2 separate regions of the Sus scrofa genome follow, and region 2 is linked to region 1. The links are chromatin contacts, called in public HiChIP or PLAC-seq maps. All regions are on one chromosome and are shown on one strand. Each heading gives the region's core, a stretch centred on a gene start, on an enhancer-like site or on the middle of the called end of the contact. The rest is flanking DNA. Distances are from core to core; before and after follow the strand shown. Region 1 holds the start of CCL4 (chemokine (C-C motif) ligand 4). Region 2 overlaps LOC100515857 (C-C motif chemokine 3).

Region 1 (4,929 bases), core at 2,154-4,653:
AGTGGGTTAAGGATCTGGCATTGCCGTGAGTTGTGGTATAGGTTGCAGATGTGGCTTGGATCTGGTGTTGCTGTGGCTGTGGTGTAGGCTGGCAGCTGAAGCTCCAATTTGACCCCTAGCCTGGGAACCTACATATGCCACAGGTACAGCCCTAAACAGCCAAAAAAAAAAAAAAAAATACTAGCACCCTTGTAAGGTCATATTATGGCTGAGGTCAGGGGTCCTGCTTTCAGCCTGGGAAAGATGGGAAGGCAAAATGATAAAACAGATGTGAAAGTGCACAAAACGGAATTTTGAGCAGAGTGGCAGTCCCGGGCGTGGGAGGGAAACCTCTTGTCAGCATACGTGAAGGGAAGTGAAGGGCTTCCCTGCTCAGGAGTGAGGGGATGGCCCACAAGAGGCACATGTTGATCCCTGAAACTGTGGTTGACTCTCACTGTCACTTCTCACATCTCTGAGCTGGAAAGACCTGAGTCCTAGAATAGTATCCTTTACCACAAAACCACTGGGTCAGTAGGAGGAGGAGGATTACTATCCCATCAAGGCTGGGGAATCACATTCTGGACAGAAAGTCGGAATGTCCAGTTCATTGGTCCTTCACTTAGCGAAATGGACTTCATATCCGGAGTCCACGTTACCTATCATGCCCCCTCCCATTAAAACTGGTGGTTTGCGCTGCGTCTGGACACTTATGAAACAAGTGTTCATTAAACACCTACTGTGAACACAGAGATAAGTATAACACAGTCTCTACATCAAGGAGTTGCTTTCCGGGGGGAGGAGACAACCAAGTAGACAGATATGTTATAGATGATATGTAGGAGGGTAGCACAGAGGGAAATACGGAATTCGGCTGGAAGAGAAGTCAGGGAAGCTCCTCTAGAGAAGACGAGCACTTTTGTGGTCTTATATCTGAGAAGCATTTTTTTTTTTTATCATTCTCTGTTGACTATTACTTAGAAATAGCTTCAGTGTATAAATCTTGGAGGCCACTGATTTAGCAAAACATTTTGACACAAGCCTTTGTACTTGTAGTGTGGAATTTCACTGGCATGAACACAGCATTGTTGTTGAGACCTTTATGAAGATACCATTTTACCTCCATGAACCAAAGATCCAAGGAAGCTTAGGAGGCAAGAATCAACAGTCAAACTCATCATGTGGCTCAATGGAGACCAATCACCCATGCTTATCGATCGTCACTCTTATGTATCTTCATAATCCCACTGCAGCTTGAAGATCAGCATTCCCCATGCATTTAGACAGAGGTCTCTATGTCAAGGGCTCTTCCTCAGTGCACAGTGGATTTAGCCTTGGCTTGGAGCCATTCATTTATAGCCAAGGGATGACTTTTCTCCAGCCTTTGGGCTCTCTGACGTGTTGTTTCTACCTCTGATGTGACACATATACCTCATTCCATCTCACAAGAAAGTTCTTTCTGTCACTATCAACACCATCACTAGACTAAGAACTCTTTGAGGGCAGGGATGGAGCTTCATTCAGCTCCATATACCCTGACTAGGAGCAGATGATTACTAAATTGGGTTGAATGGAAATGCCATGGATAACTAAGTCTGTGTAGATTCTGGGTATCACACAGTCTCCTTCCCTTAAAGCAAGGTTGCATGAAGATGGAGCTCCGTCCGCCAGAAGAAACCATGAGAGATTCTAGCACACGCGGTATCAAGGATCATAGAGTGTTAGAGCTGGGCGTGGGGGTCTTGGGGAAGATCAGAACACATGAAACAATACTCGTGCAAAGAAAAGGGTGAGGACAGAAAGGATGGAGGAAAGCATAGTTTGTGTTTGTGTAGGTGGTGGGGGTAGGGAGGGTGATGAGATGGAATGACATTGTACTCTATTTAATGACCCTGAAATACTCCAAGATGCTGCTCTGACCCCTTCTATCCCACATCTCTACAGTACCCAGGAGGCCTGGCTCCCTCTTCTCATTCTTCATTTTTCTTTCTCAGAGCAGGTGGCAAGGTGGGTGAGAGCAGTTGAACTGAAGGTGGGTTGAGATCTTGATCCCATCATCCTAACTGCTCTCACTTGCCCTGATTCACACACTACTGTATTCCTGGGATCTGGAAACTTCAGGTTCACAGCAGCTGCCAAACCAGGCAGGGATTTACAGAAACAAAAGGAATTCCCTCTGGATGCCTGGGAAAACCCACATGCTTAGATTACAGACTATCTGTAACATTGATGAACTAATTCCATTTTTATACTGGAGGAACATTCTTTATCTGGGTCTTCCCAGCTTGATTCTTCCTGAATTCTTTTTCCTTTTCTACTATCGGACCCAGGGAGCATACTGAGATCTAGATTTCTTTTGCATTCTCTTCTTCTAGGATAGACTGACCCAAATGCCTTTCCTGCATTCAGCCCTAATAAGATGGAATAAGATGGGTCTTTGTGTGTGGCATGGCCCCTAGAGGTCACCAGTTTCTCTGTGGTCATGTTCCAGATATGTTCTGGAGCCAACAGGGTAGAAAGAAAACGGATTTTAGAGTCTGATGAATCTCAGTCCAAATCTTGGCAGCACCCCTTAACAGCTGTGTGGCCTTGAGGTCATCAGTGAACTCTGCTCTGCTTTCTGATCCTCATTGTCTCAGGAAAACAATCACAGGGTTACAGAAGGGTTAGATATCAAGTGTATGTGTGTATGTGTGTGTGTGTGTGTGTGTGTGTGTGTGTGTGTGTGTGTGTGTGTGTAAGCCAGCTTGCTCAGTGCCTGGCACATAATAAATGTCCACTAAGTAGAAGCTATATGTCTACTGCTGGGCCCTTGTGCACATCTAAGGCTGGACCGTTTCTTTATGCCCCAGGAAACACACAGAGCAGTAAAGTCACTCAGCCCAGCAGAAGGAGGTCCAGGAATGAGAAATGGAATCCTGGCTTCCTCTTTCTTCTTGGGGCCAGGCTTGTGGCCACCCTGGAAAGACTGACACGAAACCTTCAGCTTCTGGGGGGTGCTAACCACGGAGAAGAGCACCATTCTCATCCACAAGCCCCTTCTGGCAGGTGCGAAGTCTCCATCTTTCCTCTCGGGTTTGCGACTCTCCCCCCTGCCCCACCGCCCTGTCTCAGTCACTGTCTTTGGTGTACCACTTCCCTTTAGGGCACAGCCCACTTCTCTCCTCCACCTCCCTCCGCTTTCCTCCGTGATGACATCACTGAGGAAGAGCTGTGAAAGCTCCTCGCTGTCAGCTAGCTTCAGTTTCCTTATTGGCACCATGACATCATCTGTGCTCTGGAAATTCCACTCGCCCTCCTGTACTCTCGCCTCTCTCCAAGGCCTCAGAGCTCCTATAAAGAGGGGTTCCCAACTCAGCATCAGCACAGAACACAGGAGGGTTCTGAAGCTTCTGGGTCCTCTCCTCTGAGCTCCGGGCAAGTCTCTCCTCCGCCAAGACCATGAAGCTCTGCGTGACTGTCCTCTCCCTCCTGGTCCTGGTCGCTGCCTTCTGCTCTCCAGCGCTCTCAGCACCAAGTAAGTTCACTCTCCTGGCTGCTGCTGAGTCATGATGTAGCCACCATTGACTTTCCTAGTTGGGGCTGGTCCAACAGCAGCCTCTGTGTGGTTGGGACCAGAGGGAGCCGGGAAGGTTAGCCTGCTGTTAAATGTCAAACCTGGTAGCCGTTCGGTAGGAGTCAAATTCCTGTTTTCTTAAGAAGTAGCAACCCATAGGCTTCTTCGAGCAAGTCCCTGTCTCCCTCTGTGCCTTCATGTCTCCATCTGTAAGGTGAAGGGGGTTAGACCCAATCCAGCCTCAACTTCTAGAATTCTTTCATGATCCTCTCCTAGGATGCTCTGTTCAGAATAAGACTGCTACTCGGAGTGGGTGGGGTGGAATACAAGGGACCGCATCTGGGGATCTCGGGGTCCCTAAGCACCACGAGAAGCCAAAATGAATGGTTCTGTGGAGAGCTTCTGTCTCACCTTGGCCTTCCTTTCCAGTGGGCTCAGACCCTCCCACCTCCTGCTGCTTCACATACACCGTGCGGAAGCTTCCTCGCAACTTCGTGACTGATTACTATGAGACCAGCAGCCTCTGCTCCCAGCCAGCCGTGGTGTAAGTATCAAGCCTGGGGCCGGTGGGGGCAGGTGTAGGAAGGGGGCCTGTTCGGGGCAGGGGCGATTAAGCAGTACAGAGGCAGGTCTCAGGGCTGAAGGCCTCCCTGAAAGCAGTGAGGAACAGGTCCCAAAGGCACCTGTTGAGTCCTGGAGCAGGTGCTAGGAGGGGATGGGGAGCTAAAGGAAGGGGAGGGGCTTTCTGGGAAGGAAGTTCGCCAGAGGCCAGGAAACCAGGAAAGATCAAAGAGATGACAAGAGACATGGGCTGACTTCTTAAACACATGTGGAAAAATCATTACTCGGGGCAGCAGGAACCACCTGAGGAGACCTGTCCACATTGATTACAAAACTCTCCACTTCCTAATCTGGAAAACCCAGGAGGCCACAGCTAGACCAGGGGAGGAAGTGACAAGGAGTCAGGCCCCAGCAGCAACCTGGGAAGGGTGTCCCCTCCCACTGGGCTGTCCAACATGAGCCACGGTCAAGGACAGAGAGAGACCCACCATAGGCAAAGTCCCCTGGGATTCTAACCTGTCTGCTCCTCATCCCACAGATTCCAGACCAAAAAGGGCAGGCAGGTCTGCGCCAACCCCAGTGATGACTGGGTCCAGGAGTACATGGATGACCTGGAACTGAACTGAGCTGCTCTGAACCCGGGGAAGGTGTCCTCCAGGGAAAGTCACCTGAGCCCGACGCTTCTCAGCAAGACGCACCTTCTCGAGACTCCTGACTCCGCTCAGTAGTCGCTATTCCTTTTCCTAACTTAATCTGTATTACATGCTGTGTTGCTGTATTTGGTGTTCTTTCCCCTTATTTATGCTTTTTTTTTTTAACCCAAGGACATTTGT
Region 2 (4,991 bases), core at 32-2,531, 55 kb before region 1:
TGATTTGACCCCTAGCCTGGGAACTTCCATATGCTGCAGGTGCGGCCCTCAAAAAGAAAAAAAGTTCTCCTACTAAAAAGAAAAATGTAACCCCCTGTTCTCATGGAAAGAGCAGGAACTTTTGATATAGTCAGAGACATTGTTTTTAGTCGTAGAGTCCACTACTTAACAAGCTATGGGAACTTCGGAGTCATTTCATTAAGCTTTTAGAGCTTCGCATGGTTCCTGAAAGGAGTATGTGACATAAACAATCTGAGTGAAATCTTCCTTGTTGTGTTCTCATGGAGACCTTCCTTAGAGCTGCTGTTCGTGCATTCAGTAGATGGATGCCAGGCACCTGCTAGGCCCTGGGGATACAGAGGCAGACAAGAAAAGCAAGGCTTCTGCTGTTTAGGTGCTCAAATCGTAGGGGGGAAGGCAGACAACCAAGGTTAGTAGGAGGTAGAATTACAAGCTAGGAAGAAAATCAACCTTGGTGACATGGCAGAGCCTGACAGTTGAGTGGAGTTGGCTTAATCATTATGCCAGTCAGGGGGGCCTCTTCAGAGGGGCTCTTCTTGCAGCCGGGACCAGCTTATTGAGGAGGAGCCAGGCTTGCAAAGATCAGGGGAGGTGTGTCCTGGGAGAGGGAACAACAAGGACAAAGGCTGGAGGTGGAATGATGTAGGCGTGTTTGAGGAATAGGTGGAAGAGCATGTGACCGGAGAGAAGGGAGGTCAGGTTCATGGTCCCAGTCCTATGGGGCTGGTCCCCCAATAGCTTTCATCCCCTTTCATCCATGTGGGCCCTGCAGGCAGTGACAAAGCTGGCCTGCGTGGCTTATCCTCTGGGGCCCTGGCTAGCTGTATCCTGGCAAGGAGGTGGGTGAGTGGAACGGGGCACTTGTCCGCTGCTTTAAGGGGAAGCAAGGAAGGGAAGACCATGGATTCCTCCCCTGACACTTCAGTCTCCCTCCTGCAGGTGGATGGAGAGGGTCTGAGCTACCTGATTTCTCCCGACAAATAAGAGCCTAGGTGGGGAGCGGTGCCTTGCATCAGTTTTGTAAGTTCCGGAGCTGGAGAGGCACGGTAGTGAGTACTTCTGATGGCTGCCTTTCTCCTGCTGACCGGGGGTTACTGGGTGTGCACAGGACCAGACAGGTGGCAGACAATGGCTTTTGCTCCTTGGTTAGCAGAATATCGGATGTGGGGAACACACAGCGGCAGCAGGATGGAAGAAGCTGAGTCATACCACCGTTTGGGTCCCTATGCTCATTCCTGGCCTCCTCGAATCTAAGTTCATGGTGACACTGAGTCATCTGCCTTCCAGGCTTTCTAAGCAACATGCACCCTTCTCTCAAAGCTTTATTCTTGCCTCACTGACTCTACCTCCCTATTCAAAAAAGAAAGGGCTATGAAACAAAACAAAACAAAAAAAACCAAAAAAGAAAGGACTGGGGTTGGGGTTGGGGGTAATTGGGAAAGATCAAGGCTCCAAGGGATTTTTTTTTTTTTTTTTTGGTTAAATTGTTTTTGTTTTTGCATTGGCGCGTATGACAATGTGCTGGCCCACAGTAGACTGTACATTAGTTTCCTGAATTTTACCGTTTTCCCAGCTGATTCCAGAGTACTTGGATTAAATACTGGAGGTCAGAACCTTTGTCTACAGCTCTTTCCAGCCCACCATTCCTCAGATGTCCGAGGAATCTGCCAGAGAAGGAAGTGGAGTTGACCAAGCCTCACTCCCCGTAGCCGCACCCATGCTGACTTGCAGTGGACACTTCCTTTTGAAAATGCCAACAAAGGGTTTCTTAGCAAGAATTGCATAGGTAGGACATTTCCCTGTGGTACAGGGGGTTAAGGACCTGGCATTGCCACAGCTGTGGTGCAAGTCGCAGCTGTGGCACGGGGTTCAATCCCTGGCCCAGGAACTTCCACATGCTGCAGGTGCAACCTAAATAAATAAATACAAAGGATTGCGTAGGTGTAGACTCCTGTCCATGCTAGAGGGGACTAACCTCTCTCAAGTTCACGGCACCTGTCTTCTTTCCTATTCCTTTTTAACAAATAATTTATTATTATTTTTTTTTAAATGAAAGAATGGTTGCTTTCAGGGTTGTGCCAATTTCTGCTGTACAGCAAGTGACATTCTTTTTCTCATATCACCTTCCGTCATGTTCTGTCCCAAGAGTTTGGATATAGTTTCCTCTGCTCTACAGTAGGATCTCATTGCTTCTCTAGTCTAGCCTTTTTGTTTTGTTTTGTTTTGTTTTTTGAAAGCTGATTACTTTGGGGAACACCTGACATGAATCTAGACTTACCTGACCTAATGGGAAATTCATCGACCCAGACTAAGCCTCTTGCCGTGTATTCATGAATGTGGCCTCAATTATCCATGCTCTTTTTCTCTGAACCATTTAGCCTGGACCTTTCTGAAAGAGAGACCTCTTTCTTGGCTTCAAGCCATTACCATTTCTCTTCATAGAGAGCCCATGGCATTAGAAGATAGAAAGCGGGGGTGGCTGGGAGGGAACATTTTAATCATAGTGTTGGTGTTATGCCATGAGTTGGGTAACCCCGGTTGTTCACACCCTTTGGTTAACAGAGGGGTTTGGGGTATCTGTAAGAACAGCTCAATTTCTCCATTGGTTGGCGACACTTCTGATGAAATTATTCTTTGAGGTCCTTCTGAAGAAATGATTTCACTGGATTGTGGGCAGCCAGGAGCTGGGTCTTGCAACAGGCCTGCTAGCAAGGACAGATGTGTGTACGCCCTGTAGGCTCTTTCTCTCCCAGAGAGCAGAAGATGCTGATGCTTTTTCACAACTGACCCGACCACACAGATGTGATATGAATGATGATGTGATAAAATTAGCAGTCCAGTTCAAAAACAACCCTCGCTACCTGGGCTGGAAAATGCACCAAGATGGCTTCCTTGGTCCCATGTCTGAGGCCTCGGTTGGGACTGTCAGCTGGAGCTGTGTGCATGTGCCCCTTCCAGAGGGCGGTCTGAGGGCACAAAGATGAGTATTTCCGGTGAATAAGGTGGGAGCTGCATGACTTGTGATGACCTAACCTCAGAAGTCCCCTCACATCTCTTTCACAATAATCTATTGCTCAGAGCAGTCACAGCCTCTCCAGATTCAAGGAGAGGGGACCTAGACCCCACCTCTTCACGAGAGGACTGTCAGAAGATTATGGCCATGTTTTAAAACCACCACAGTTTTTTTTTTTCTTTTCCTATAAATATTTGTATTAGCTTCTTATTGCTGCTGTAACGAATTACCCCGAACGCAGTGGCTTATTTTAACATACGTCTAGGAGTTCCCGTTGTGGCTCAGTGGGTTACGAATCTGACTAGTATCCATGAGGATGTGGGTTCCATCCATGGTCTTGCTCAGTGGGTTAAGGATCTGGTGTTGCTGTGAGCTGTCATATGGGTTGCAGATGTGGCTTGGATCTAGCATTGCTGTGCCTGTGGCATAGGCCGGCAGCTGCAGCTCCAATTTGACCCCTAGCCTGAGAACCTCCATATGCCAAGGGTATGGTCCTAAACAGAAAAAAAAAAAAAAAAAAACTCCAAGAAAACAAAAAAATAAACTCAACGTACATTTATTCTCTCACAGTTCTGGAGACTGGCTATCTGAAATGAGTCTCACTGGGTTAAAATCAAGGTATCTGCAGGGCTGCCTATTCCTTTTTGGAGGCTTTAAGGGAAAATCCATTTTCTTGTCCTTTTTTTGGCTTCTAGAGGCTGCTGGCATTCCTTGTCTTTAGCCAGGGATGGCTGGTCCCCTCTTTCTCACATGGTGTCACCCAGACACTGACACTCCTGTCTCCCTTATAAGGACCCTTGTGATTATCTTGGGCCCACACAGATAATCTAGGATAATCTCCCCATCTTGGAGTCAGTTGACAGCAGTCTTGATTTCTCTTTGTTGTGTAATGTAACCTATTCATAGGTTCCAGATATTAGGATGTGGGCCTCTTTGGGGGTGAGGGTGGGGTGGGGGTCATTATTCTGCCTACTGCACTATTTCAGTCTATGTACTTAAAAATAAGGATTTAACAAAATCACAATCACAATTCTGCACCATTTCCATAGTCCACAGGTATGGCCGTAAAAAGAAAAAGGGAAGGAGTGTGGGTCTTGCTTTGTTCTGCAGATTTGACCACAGCATTACTAGCTGTGTGACCCTGGACAAGCTTACTGAAACTGTTTTCTCTTATGTCAAAGAGAGAGACTCAGAGCATATACAACGTAGGATATTTTGAAGACTAGACAATGCATGTAAATCCCTGAGCACAGGCTGTGGTTCATAGTACATCCTTAGACACTGTTAGTCTTTATTCTTAGGAAAAGCTGAATTTATGAAAAGCCACAAACATGCATGATTGGAGGCTTTGCTTTGGTGTGTTTCCCTGGTGCATATAAATTTGCATTTTTTTTTTTTGGTACTTTGCTTCTTTTGAAGCCTATGAAGAATAGTTCCTCCACGATAAAGTCTGATATGGTTAAAATGACCTCTTTCTCTTGCCCTCTCTTCCTGCTCACATGTCTCCAACCCTTCCCTCTTATTCCTTTCAACCGATGAAACTGATTTGTTGGGGGAAATAAAAGAAAAACCAAATGTCCAAGATTTACTTAAAAAACAACAAGAATCTTTATTATTCTGACATTTTTAGCAGAGTAAAGGGCTCTTCAAAACTCAGTAAGCATCTGTGGATAGATTTGGTCCAGTGTCTACCCAGAGACAGGAGTACCATCATTTGCCATCATCCTAACCATGAGTCACCCCTTATATGGTCAACTGGGAAAGGGCTTGGGAGTAAGGGTATGTCAGGTGATTTCTTGGAGATAGCATCAAACGAATAACATGACCTACAGTATTTAAACAGCTTAACTAAAGAAAGTTTTCCACACTTGGTTAGTGGAAGGGAGAGGGAACTTCTGGGGTTGCAGGGACGGTCCCCTGGTTCAGGTCCCTGCTGCCTGGTGTACCCACAGCTTTG

What was found. HiChIP or PLAC-seq counts read pairs in DNA pulled down with a chosen protein or histone mark.
Region 2: a contact with region 1 is called in an H3K27ac HiChIP or PLAC-seq map of alveolar macrophages. The contact joins the enhancer-like site here to the promoter of CCL4 in region 1. A contact is called at or near these places in 2 of 47 Hi-C or Micro-C datasets (both in liver) and 1 of 2 datasets of contacts at active chromatin or transcription factors (alveolar macrophages).

Annotation. Positions count from the first base shown.
Region 1 is chr12:39,478,985-39,483,913 of Sscrofa11.1, reverse strand. CCL4 (chemokine (C-C motif) ligand 4) reads left to right here and starts at 3,403. Exons shown (of 3, transcript NM_213779.1): 1 at 3,403-3,496; 2 at 3,965-4,079; 3 at 4,635-4,724. The coding sequence starts at 3,421. The coding sequence ends at 4,722.
Region 2 is chr12:39,532,196-39,537,186 of Sscrofa11.1, reverse strand. All of the region lies in intron 3 of LOC100515857 (C-C motif chemokine 3), which reads left to right. LOC110256046 (a long non-coding RNA gene) reads right to left here. Exons shown (of 3, transcript XR_002337223.1): 3 at 4,619-4,991. Among named protein-coding and RNA genes, the nearest start is that of CCL3L1, 43 kb to the right of the region's middle. Within about 2 kb of position 1,281, at least 3 of the 83 cell types and tissues checked have an H3K27ac peak or open chromatin away from gene starts, as enhancers often do. A contact at or near this core is called in alveolar macrophages, where this site is marked.